Linked DNA regions of Danio rerio: regions 2 and 3 are each linked to region 1. The links are chromatin contacts, called in public HiCAR-type and Micro-C maps. All regions are on one chromosome and are shown on one strand. Each heading gives the region's core, a stretch centred on a gene start, on an enhancer-like site or on the middle of the called end of the contact. The rest is flanking DNA. Distances are from core to core; before and after follow the strand shown. Region 1 overlaps LOC141375393 (a long non-coding RNA gene). Region 2 overlaps tle3b (TLE family member 3, transcriptional corepressor b). Region 3 has its middle 17 kb from the start of tle3b.

Region 1 (3,966 bases), core at 684-3,183:
ATTTTTTTGCTGCTTATCCTTTTATTTCAGTATGTTTTTCAATCTTAGTCATTTTAGTCATAGGGCTCTACTTTAATGATCTAGGTGCAAAGTCTAAAGCACATGGTGCAAAAGCATTAAGAGCGTGTCCGAATCCCCTTTTGCTATTTTAAGGGCCGAAAAATATGGTCTAGCAGCTTATTCTCTTAATGAGCATAACATGCATTAAACCAATCAGTGTCTCATCTCCCATTCCCTTTAAGAGTCAGTTGCATCGCACCATGGCACATTTGCTATTTACATGGCGGACTTTGTAAGTGGAAAAACTAAACGCTTCACTAGCGAGAAAAACAGGCCATCCGCACGAAGATAAAAAATGAGCCTTTTTCATTCGGCGTCTTTACTTTCTCTTTACCTTACTTTTACTTTTACCTTACCTTATCTTTACTTCTTTACTTTCATCTATAAGGAAACAATGATGTACATGATTAATTGGGTTTGTTAAGCGCAATTTTTACAATTTTGAAATTACAGTTTCAAAACTGTCTAAATTCAGTTCTAATTTCCAGCAAACGAATAAATGAACAATAATAACGACGTGTGGTCAAAACATCGAGTTATATCCAAACACACGTCCTGTTTTTATACACCATATGGTAATGCATATACATATCCAAAACCCGACAGGTGGACAAATCTAAACAAATATTAATATGCATAGAATAAATAATACTGCTAATAACAACAACAACAACAACAACAACAACAACAACAAAATTACAATAAAAATACAAATTGTCATGAATAAACTGAAAACAGCCCCATGACATAAAGGCATGGAGGTAGTTGTTTTTATATCGATGTAGCAAATAATTATTTTTGTAACATTTTATTCCTTTTTTTTATATATATATATGTAAATATATTTGTGTATTGCTGTACATATTGTGTATGTTAAGTATTTGAACCTGCATAACATGCTTTGTGTTGGACTTTAGTTACAGCACAGTCTATTTCAGTTCTTCAAAATAGCAAAGCGCCAGCAATGTGTCTTAACACACCTCCTTTTTAGACTCGCACACCCATAAGTCCACAAAGTGGCACAAATGGATTTGCTATTTAAACAACGTGATGCAAAACGTGAAAATTGGGGTTGCGCTGGTCTGAAAGTAGCAACAAATCGCACCATACACATCTAGCACCTTATTGCCCCGAGTGTATGATAGGGCCCTCAGTCTTCATTTACTAAAATAACCTTGCTGTGTATGTGTGTTGTGTTTCACACTTGACATCTTTTGAGTATGTAAGAAACTTTAAATCTACATGTCAAATAACTCTCATCAGAGTATTAGTACCTTTGGTAAGAATAAGTAATGTGTACTTGTAAAGTTACCAAGTAGAATGTAAATTGGGGACCAGCTTATTATTCAAAACAAATTGATGGCATATATTAAGCAGACAGCCTACTAATATCAAGTAGCTGACACGTAGCTGCAGAATCAAGTTTAAGTCCAAGTTTAAGTCCACAGAAAGTCTAGGGTAGCGTCAACATGTTGTTTTGTCTTAACAATGAACTTGTAAAGATGCCAGTGAGAAGACTTTGAACTGGATGACTGGCTGCTTGCATCTCCCAATTGGTTTATTCAGATAAGAAAAGCATGAAGCATCAGCAAACAACATTTAAAATAATACGCTGATATGAAGGGAAATGATAAACAGATTGGTTTTACAATCAGCTAAGATAAAGGCCACTGAATTCAGTGCCTCCAGGAGATGGCAGTACTGGCTGTCAGAGATGAGTCTCACTCACACACACATACACACACACATCAACTGGTCTCAATCATAGTGTTTATCCTGACCAGATAAAGCGGTTATAGCTTTGTTAACACTAAGAAACATCTACGGTATCCTTGCCATTGCTCCGCAGTAGCCGATAAGAGACTGATTATAGTGTTTGCGTAAATTTATGGCAGTTTCAATAAAGAACGATACAGAGCTGTACAGTTCCTCTTGTTAAGCATTAAAAGCCATAAACTGTTATCAAGTCTGTGGAAAATCATATGCAAACACTCGCAAGGTTATTCCCCATCCCTCTTTGAGGCATTTGCAAAGTACAGTGATAACCTGAGACTTTCTAGGTCATTTCCACTATGATATCTGTGCCCTGATAACAGATGTCTGATAACAGAAAACGCAAGATTTCACCAAAATGGGTTACTTCAGAGACGTAAAAGCACCACCTGCCCACTGTGACATCACTTCCTGCTCCGTTCAGCCCCCAGACAGGGCTGTTATTCCACTGTAGCGCTAATGCTCATCAAATAGTGTTTTAAATAGCCAAACTCAATAGTGGCAGTGTTTGGAAGCAGAGTAAATATTAGCTGAGCACACAGACAGAGGGGAGTTGCTATGTGTGTTACTGTGTGTTAAGTATACGCTCCTTGCAAACCTGGCAACAACAAAGATGGGTTAAAAAAAATGGAAGGAGCTCAAATATTCTGCTCGCTTCGTCTTATTTGACAAAGAACAAAGAAAGACATTCCATTTTCTCTACAACACCATTTGTGTGCATAGAATGTTGTTAGCTTTACATTCCTGCCATTATCTTTGTTGTGTCAACACGTCGCGACTCATGTTCAGGCAAACTTCAATAGAGATTTCAGACTTTTTTAAAAATCTTTGGCGTGGTGCTGTGAATGTTTCATATGCACACAAAAACATTAGGGAAAGTCAGTGCACATCTAAGGGCATGTCATTGTTTGTCTTTATATTAACCTACAAATCTAGGTAAGAAATCCTCTTTTTGCTGTAAACAACAAGAGTGACGACAGACAGTGTGTTTAACCCTTTGGTTAACGGACCCTTCAATGACAATGTTTATAAGCCACAGCCACAGCTGTTGTGAATTTGCTCAGCCTTTTAGAAAAAAACAACCAAAGCCAGAGATTTCAATAATAATGTGAAGGATGTTTGTGCTTAGCAAGCAAAGAGTAATGGCGGAGAGTTTTTACCTTGCTTTGAACTGACAACACATAAATAAACACACCAAAACAGACAAATTGTGTTTAGCATTTAGTTGACCCTGAAAGGACTTCAACAATCTTAAGCCAATGACACAATAACATCCAACACCAAATACTAAACAAACAATTAAATAACTAATATCAGGTGTTTACAGGAAAATTTGACAGCAAAGTTCCAGTTAAAACTTGACAAGTCCCTGTGATTCATTGAATCATTCATTTAAACTATTTGTCACACATGGCTGATCCATTAAAAAAAAAACAAGAAAAGTGACAGGATATTTTTCTCCAGCTGTTTGTACTTGTTTTGGAAGGTAAAATTAAATGGACGATATTGTGTCTACAATTGTAATTGCTCAATATTAGCAAGTTGGTTGAAAGATGAATAAATTGATAAAAGATTTACAATCAACGCTTCTCAGTGTCATTTTTTTAAGAAACCTATAGTGGCCGAGAGAGCTTACTGTGCTGCAATTAAAGAAAACATGTGCAATCACAAAAAAATCCATGCAAATTAAAAAAACTTCATCCATTAGATAGCACATGTGCTGCAAATTCTCACAAAGCAAACATTAAAACATTAAAAAACGTGCTGCATTTTCACACAACGAAAACAAATTACGAAAAATTGCATTTTCTCACAACACTTTTAAAAACATCAGAACACAACATTCAAGAGTTCACACTTAGCTGATGATTGATAATATATTGTATTTGTCCCGGGAGCGCCCTAAGCTCAAAATATTCTCGAGCCTGGGGCTCCCTCTCGTTTTAAGGGCAAAAAGGGAGTTTGAGCTCAGTTAGGTCGAGAACTCCCCTGCTTGTCAACGTGCTGATATATATCTGGCTAAGAGTTGTCTTAAGATGCTATTTTCAAGTAGTTAATTTACTTCGGTGTATGTCTATGGACGGTGGGAGGAACCAGGGGAAACCCACGCGAGCATGGGGAGAACATGCAAAC
Region 2 (3,856 bases), core at 72-2,571, 130 kb after region 1:
ACTCTTTGGAGTGAATGCCAGACGTTACGTTTGGAGAAAACCAGGCACCGCTCATCACCAGGCTAATACCATCCCTAAAGTAATGCATGGTAGTGGCAGCATCATGCTGTGGGGTTGTTTTTCAGCAGCAGGCACTGAAAGACTAGTCAGGATAGAGGAAAAGATGAATGCAGCAATGTACAGAGACATCCTGAATGATCCTGCTTTTGAGTGCATTTGACCTCAGACTGAGGCAAAGGTTCATCTTTCAGCAGGACAATAACCCAAAGCACAACGCCAAAATATCAATGAAGTGGCTTCACAACAACTCTGTGAATGTCCTAGAATGGCCCAGCCAAAGCCCAGACCTAAATTCTATTGAATATCTCTGGAGAGATCTGAAAATGGCTGTACAAAGTTGCTTTCCATATAACCTGATAGAAATAGGCAAAAAATCCCAAAGACAGGTGTGCCAAGCTTGCGGCATCATATTCAAAAAGACTGTAATTGATGCCAAAGGTGCATCAACAAAGTATTAAGCAAAGGCTGTAAAATACGTAAGTGCATTTGACTTTTCAGGTTTTTTATATTTTATAAATTTGCCACACTTTCAAAAACTCTTTACATTGTCATTATGGAATATTGTGTATAGAATTGAGAAAATAAATTAATTTAATCCATTTTGGAATAAGGCTGTAATGAAAAAAAGTGGAAAAAGTGAAGCGCTATGAATACTTTCCGCATGCACTCAACATGACAGTTAACATCTCAAAAAATGTGTTTTGATGTTTCGTGACCCTTAAAAAAAGATTTATAGCCGAAACTGTTGTCCTCTGGTATCCCTATAATGATAGTCAGAGGATGCCTGCCATCAGCTAGAGATAAAAACACAATCATATTTCTACCAGCGGCTCCTGATGATGTACTAAGGTCTTATGAAGCAAAGTGATCACTCAAACTGAACATTGTTTACTTTTTTACTGTTACGCTGAAGAAAAAAAGGTCTTTGATTGCCTAAGGAAAAGCAAACTAACTGGAAGGTTTTGGGCACACTATCCCTTTAATGGGCAGAGAGAGCACGAGAAAGTTCAACTGCCCAGGCCGGAGAAGTTTGACTATTTCTAGAGAGCGCAGTAACAGGTGAGAGACAGACAGATGCCGAAATCACATGCTTAATGAAACCAGTTTAAACCACCAGAATAAATCAACTGACAAACACTTCCTGGACGATAATCCACTTGAGGTGAGGAAATCAAAAAGGGTGTGTGTTGTGTGTCACCAGCTGTGGTTGGGGGACCGCAGGGCATATTTGAGTCAACTGGGTCTGCGGTTACAACAGATAGCTGAGGCAGCACAAACTATGTCTCTTTTATACACACTACTACATGTCTCAACTCTTCCATCAGCCTTTCAGCAGCTTGACACCATGTGGGAACATCGAGATGACATATCCAGCGCTCCTGGCCTCAGTAATTCATCTCCATACTTAAGACTTGTGACACATGCGCACACACACGTTGGGTTTCCATGTTTAGGGGAGCTTCTTATAAATGTAATGATTTTTGTACTGTATAAACTGCATATTCTGTCCTCTAATCCACAACATTCTCCAATTTAAAGGATTTATGATTCAATGGGTAGGATTTATGAGTGGTTTTAGGGGTTGGGTGTAAAAAGCAAATTCCCTATCAAGTCAAAAATGGACTCTTGGTCCCCACAATGTATTCAAAACCAGTATCACACACTCAAAACAACATGATTCCTATTAAACCAGTATTCGTGACACATTTTACAAAAAAAGTTTATTGAATTATTAACAACTGTACATGATCAGTGCTGACACAGTTTTGCTACATACTTTGGTGTGAAGTTGAGAGGTTGTGAAAGGCAGGCGGGTCATGTTTTGTTTTCCTTGTGTGTGTCATATTAAAGACCGAGTTCACCATGACCGGTTCTGCAGACACCAGTTCCAACAGTTACACAAAAAGGGGTAGGCCAGGTTTAGGTTTAAAAGTGACGATCTCCTCCCTCTCTCGTGTGCCCACACTTTCACACAGAGCTTCCACCAAAGTCAAGTGCAGGCAATGAATAGATTCATTAGAAAACTTGCTCAACTTGTACAGAAGCGAATCCCGATGACTCGGATCACTCAGAGAAGCTGGTTCACCTCAATCTGAGGCCAAAAACAGGCTCTTTAGGGGTGGCGATCTCTACAGCAGAAGTAAGCTGTCAATCACTGGGGTGAGTCATCTCCCATTTCAACAGCAGCCAACTATAGTGGAGCCGCTTATGGGATCGGTTGGCAAGATACTCATCGCAGTGTGTGATCCACGCCGAGTCAGCATGTTACAATCACACTTCATTATCTGAATTCCTCTTTCCGACGAGATGCCACACAAAGCAAAGGGCACAGACAAGTAGTACAGTTAGTCACTCTCCCAGTTTAATACCGCTTTCGATTTACATACGACCCTTCATTCATGGGCTGCTTCGTATTTAGACTTCCGCAGGATTCCAGTTTGATCCGGTTTTTCATGAACAGCACATGGGCTCCAAAAACAAAATAAGAATTACAAAAAAATAATTCAGGAAGAAACAGGAAGGTTTTTCCCCCCTCCACTTGAGCCTTTTAGGAAATGGCCAGCCCAGAGAGTGTGCTAACAAATTCAAAAGAAAATGTGTCCTACTCTACATTCATCAAGCATTAAGGACATGAGGACAAAGAAACCCATCACAAGTATATCAGGACATGGAAATATATATAATTATATATATTTATAAAATGTCTTTATTACTCCATATATACACTTTTTAACAAATTGTCCAGGGAGCAGGAGGCTAAAACTGAAGCACTGCTTCATATTACATCACAGATCATTCACTGTTGGTTAAAAGGAAGGCGGTTGGGGGGGGAATACTATGGAAGGAATAGGCACACACAATCCCATGAGCAGACCGAAAGCAAAGGCAAGACAATATTTACTACATTAGTGCCGTCAGGGAGTCCTTGGGACAGTTTAACACGTTTCCATGTTTCCAGGATCATTTCACTGCTGTAAGAATCCAGGTGCGATCAAAATAAAAAAGCATCTGGGCAGCAATCCCAGTGAACCAACCGATTCCTAACCTGGGTTCCTACTGTACAGGTGGATGAGTGATCCCTTAAATCCATCAAAACAAATCAGGCCCATCCATAGGTCTTTAGTTCTGGTGAAGCAGCGAGTTTAGTAGATGACTTCATACACCGTGGCCTTCTTGTCACCAGATCCCGTCACAATGTACTTATCATCAGCCGAGATGTCACAGCTCAGGACAGAGGACGACTCCTTGGACTGTAGATAGAAGAAAGATGAAAAATGATTAGCTGACATTATAAACTGTATATGTTTTAAATAAAAAATGCTGATTAACTTAATGCACAAAACTGGAATAATCGCATAAAAGACATGTGAATAAGGCAGCATTTCCATCCAACGAGGCAAAGAGAACAAAATCATCACTTCCTGATAAACTGGCACCAAATATCAACAGTAAAAACAGAATATGCTGTGGTAGGAGAAGCCGCATCAATCTTTTCCTTATTTAATAAATGACTTGCACAATGAAGAAGAATATGTCAACACGCAATGAAAGTGCCATGGCGTTTGAAAGAGTGAGATGCAGAGCACAGATGCTCTTGTCTATTCTGGAGGTAATTAATAATATAATAACACTAATACTGAAATAGTCAGGTGTTTTAGAATGACCAAAACAACATTACAGATGTTTTACAGTGTGCTCAGCCAGCTGGTTTGTCCATTATCACACATTTTATCACATGATCTCTTATAACAAAATCACATGATCTTTCTTTTAATGCGCAGTAAAAGGGTTTCCA
Region 3 (3,914 bases), core at 1,281-3,780, 190 kb after region 1:
GCAATTATTCATCTTTGTTAATGTTGGTTAAAGAAATTAAAATCATTCATTGTTAATTCTTGCCAACTCAATTTTGGATTTTAATAATTAATTAATAAAACTATGATTAATAAATACTGTACAAGTTTTGTTAATATATAGTTCATGTTAATAAATACATAAATGATCAATAACTTAATAAAATGTCTTGGTTAAGTATTGATTTCTTTTGTTCAACACAAAGAAAAATATTTTGAAGAATGTCAGAAGCCATTAGCCATTGACCCCCATGGTATTTTTTCACTCTATGCATGCCAATGGCAACAGGTATGCTTTAAAATAAAATTCTTTGGTGTTCAGAAAAAAAGTAATACGTGTTTGGAACCACTCCATCTTGAGTATATTTTCATTTCTTGATGAATTATGAATTATGAATGAATAGATTTATTATCCAGGCAGGCACAGGACATCAACATGACGTCAGATTGACGTTGTACCTCAACGTCGTGGGATGTTGCATTTTTCTTGAAATAAAAATTGTGTCGATGTCAAAATTCAACGTCAGGCTGACATCAATGACCATCGTCCCACCTAAAATCAACCAAATACCAACGTCTAATGATGTTACAGCTTGAAGTTTTGTGGATGTTAACACTATGACGTCTATAATACGTTGGACTTTGGTCGCCATATTTGACAAATACATGTCAGTATTTGACATCCATATGACGTTGGTTTAAGATGTTGGCTCGACATTCTATTTTGGTCACTTTCCAACACAACCTAAAATCAAATATCAACGTCATTTGAAAATGTTATTGAACGTCAAATTAACGTTGCCCTTAAACTCTGGCTATAGACATTAAATTTTGGTGACCTGACATAACAACCTAAATCTAACCTATTATAAACATCTTATAACATTGTGTACCTGCTGGGTAACCAAATAAAACTAGATACAAAAAGATGAAAACATCATATGTACATTTATAGTTATTAATCAGTGTTTACACTGTAAGGTGCATTAATGCGTTTGATGTGAACTAAACAAAGTAATAATACACACAACAGGGTTTCTTTGAAGTATCTATTGTTTTATCATTTATTATCCAGCATATTGTTTACACAACGGATGCCCTTCCAGTGACAACCCAGTACTGGAAAACACCCATATGTATGCAAAGATAAAATAAATGAGTTGTTAAAAATGAACAAACTATTGTTTAGAAATGTGTTGAAAAAAATCTCTTTTAAACAGAAATTGGGGGAAAAATAAACAAGGGGGCTAATAATTCTGACTTTAACTGCATACATTGGTAACACTTTACAGTAAGGTTCATTACTTAATGCATTTACTAACATGAACTAATCATGAACAACACTTGTACATCATTTATTATCATAATTGAACATTTACTAATGCATTATTAACATCCAAACTCATGCTTGTTAACATTAGTTAATGCACCGTGAGCTAACATGAACTCCCAATGAACAACTGTATTTTCATTAACTAATGTTAACTAACATGAAAAAATACTGTGGTAAATGTATTGTTCATCACTTGTTCATGTTAGTAAATGCATTAAGTAACATTAACTAATTAACCTTATTGTAAAGTGTGACCTATACATTTGTAGCTATAAATCAATGTGTACACTGTAAAGTGCATTAATGCGTTTGATGTGAACTAAACTGAAAGTAGAAACTCACAACAGGTTTTCTTTGAAATATCTATTGTTTCATCATGTCCTCTGGGATCTGTTATTACAACCAAACATTCTCCACAGGGATCAATGAAGTTCTGACGTATCCTAATTGTACTACAGAGAATTAACATGACCTCGTCACGGATAGCAACATTTATATAAAGTTTAAAGCAAGGTTCTTGATTATTGAAAAGCAACTAAAACTCAACGTCCCTTCCTTTCTTCCAGTACTCTGGCAATACTTAAATCATGGCTGCAGCATTTCTTTTATCTAACCTATACATGAATGACCGTGATCTCTGCTTGAGTGCTTTAAGAAAGCCCTAGCCGCCGTCTTGACCTAATGAACACCGCCGGAATAAAGCAGCCGTGCTGTATCTAATGCTCAGGTCTTAAGAGGTTTGTCCCCTTCTGTGAGGTGATGGTGTATCCGGGAATACAAAACGCTGTCTCTGTACTTCTCTATCAATGCTACTGCTTTATTCAGCTCACGTAAAGCTCTGCATTTTCCTTCTTCCTTCACAGCAGAAAAGCTTTTAAGTCTGTGTACAGTTCGCCGCCGGCCCTGAAAAGTGATGAGCGTGCCATAACCTGTTGCTTTTAGTGATTACCTTCCATTTGCATTATTTATACAGTAAAATCCTTTCGGTTGCTTTTTAAAGCATTATGTTAACAAGAAGAAAGAGTCACAGTAGCCACGGTTCGCTACCACAATAAAGAATTGATCTGAGCAGGATGGACTGCTTTTAACCTTCCTTTTTAAAGGCTCCATTAATGCACTCACAGAGAAGAGTGGCACTCCCAGCATGCACTGGTGTTAATGGCGCTGTGACAGAGGCCTGGGCGGACAGTCTGGAATGTGCGTCACTGACAGCCTACAACCTACGGGGTGTGAAATCTCTCTTGCTCTCTCGCAAACACACGCACACACACACAAACACAAATAACTCAACAGCATGAGGTGAAATGACTGGTTGCCATCACAAACAGAGAGAAAAGGAAACGGTTTCAAAGGTGAATTAAGGCAAGCAGATCCTGCAAACAGTCAAAACAAGAAAAGGTAAACATTGTAGACATTGTGTGTAAACCACAGTTGATGGATTGGCATTGCACGCTTGCTTTCATTATGAAGAAGACCGATGAATGTCACATTAGGGCGTAGCTGGTGTCATCGCTCAACGGTTATTTGGTAAATTCAGCCACAAATATGAGATGACACATGAACAAAGAACAAGATCAGAGGTATTAAATGAGATTATTCACATCCACACATCACTGCTGATGTAAGTTTCAACATAGACTGACGTGTGAGGAAAGGTTTTCAACACGTTTGTCAATATAGACGTAATCTATCTGAAAGGACTTCACAATTTATTCAGTTTCTGCGTCATTCAGAATTGAATTGAGAATACTTTTTTAATCAGAATTTAATTGAGGTGGCAAAAATGATGCAGATGAGGTACTGAAAACTGAAATATGAAAAAGATAAAAACAATGAAATATCTGTAGCAAGAATAGGATGAAAGACACACAGAATGATAAACCGAATGATACACTCACTCTTAGGAAAAATGGCTCTAAACAACAAAGTAGGGGTCCACAGCTTCTAACAATATCCTTACCCTTTTTGGTGCTAAACAGTACCTTTTTTATTATGTTCCACAAATAACCATTCTTTGATAGTGCTGTAGGGCCTTAAAATTATATGTTTACTATTGCAAATTTTAGTATTAATATTAGGAATAAGCCATTTTTTATTAATATTAGAATTATTAATATTAATTTTACATTAATTAATATATGATCTACATTTCCTGATCTCATTTAAATGAAATGCTTTAGATTTTTTTTACTTTAAAGTTTAAGCTTTTATTTGTGACCCTTGACCACAAAATCTGCGTCTTATGTTATGAGTATATATTTGCAATAGTCAAAAATGCATTGTTTGGATCTGAATAAAGAATTCATCCTTTTTTGTACATTTTTAATACTTTAAATATTTGATTAATATTAGAATTGTTGATATTAATTTTATATTAATTAATGTATTATAACATTATTATAAGTATATTATTTTTCTATTATCATCATTGTCATCATCATTCATTCATTTATTTACCTTTATTTTACTCCAGGGGTGCCCAATCTTTTTCTTGTTTAGGGCCAAAAAATAGAACTTAATTTGAGGGTGGTGGGCCAAAGGTAAATACACCAATCTTTATCAAA

The links. A called contact is a pair of places that touch in the nucleus more often than the background predicts. HiCAR-type assays count read pairs that join an accessible place to other places.
Region 2: a HiCAR-type map of caudal fin shows a contact between it and region 1, with 5 times the contacts expected there. The contact joins two enhancer-like sites. A contact is called at or near these places in 1 of 18 Hi-C or Micro-C datasets (caudal fin) and 1 of 4 datasets of contacts at active chromatin or transcription factors (caudal fin).
Region 3: a Micro-C map of caudal fin shows a contact between it and region 1, with 2.9 times the contacts expected there. The contact joins two enhancer-like sites. A contact is called at or near these places in 1 of 18 Hi-C or Micro-C datasets (caudal fin) and 2 of 4 datasets of contacts at active chromatin or transcription factors (caudal fin and embryo).

The regions. Positions count from the first base shown.
Region 1 is chr7:33,565,503-33,569,468 of GRCz12tu, forward strand. All of the region lies in intron 2 of LOC141375393 (a long non-coding RNA gene), which reads right to left. Among named protein-coding and RNA genes, the nearest start is that of paqr5b, 53 kb to the left of the region's middle. Within about 2 kb of position 1,934, at least 8 of the 62 cell types and tissues checked have an H3K27ac peak or open chromatin away from gene starts, as enhancers often do. A contact at or near this core is called in caudal fin, where this site is marked.
Region 2 is chr7:33,700,085-33,703,940 of GRCz12tu, forward strand. tle3b (TLE family member 3, transcriptional corepressor b) reads right to left here. Exons shown (of 20, transcript NM_131780.1): 20 at 3,149-3,311. The coding sequence ends at 3,204. Among named protein-coding and RNA genes, the nearest start is that of tle3b, 38 kb to the right of the region's middle. Within about 2 kb of position 1,322, at least 8 of the 62 cell types and tissues checked have an H3K27ac peak or open chromatin away from gene starts, as enhancers often do. A contact at or near this core is called in caudal fin, where this site is marked.
Region 3 is chr7:33,755,496-33,759,409 of GRCz12tu, forward strand. No RefSeq gene overlaps it. Among named protein-coding and RNA genes, the nearest start is that of tle3b, 17 kb to the left of the region's middle. Within about 2 kb of position 2,531, at least 11 of the 62 cell types and tissues checked have an H3K27ac peak or open chromatin away from gene starts, as enhancers often do. A contact at or near this core is called in caudal fin, where this site is marked.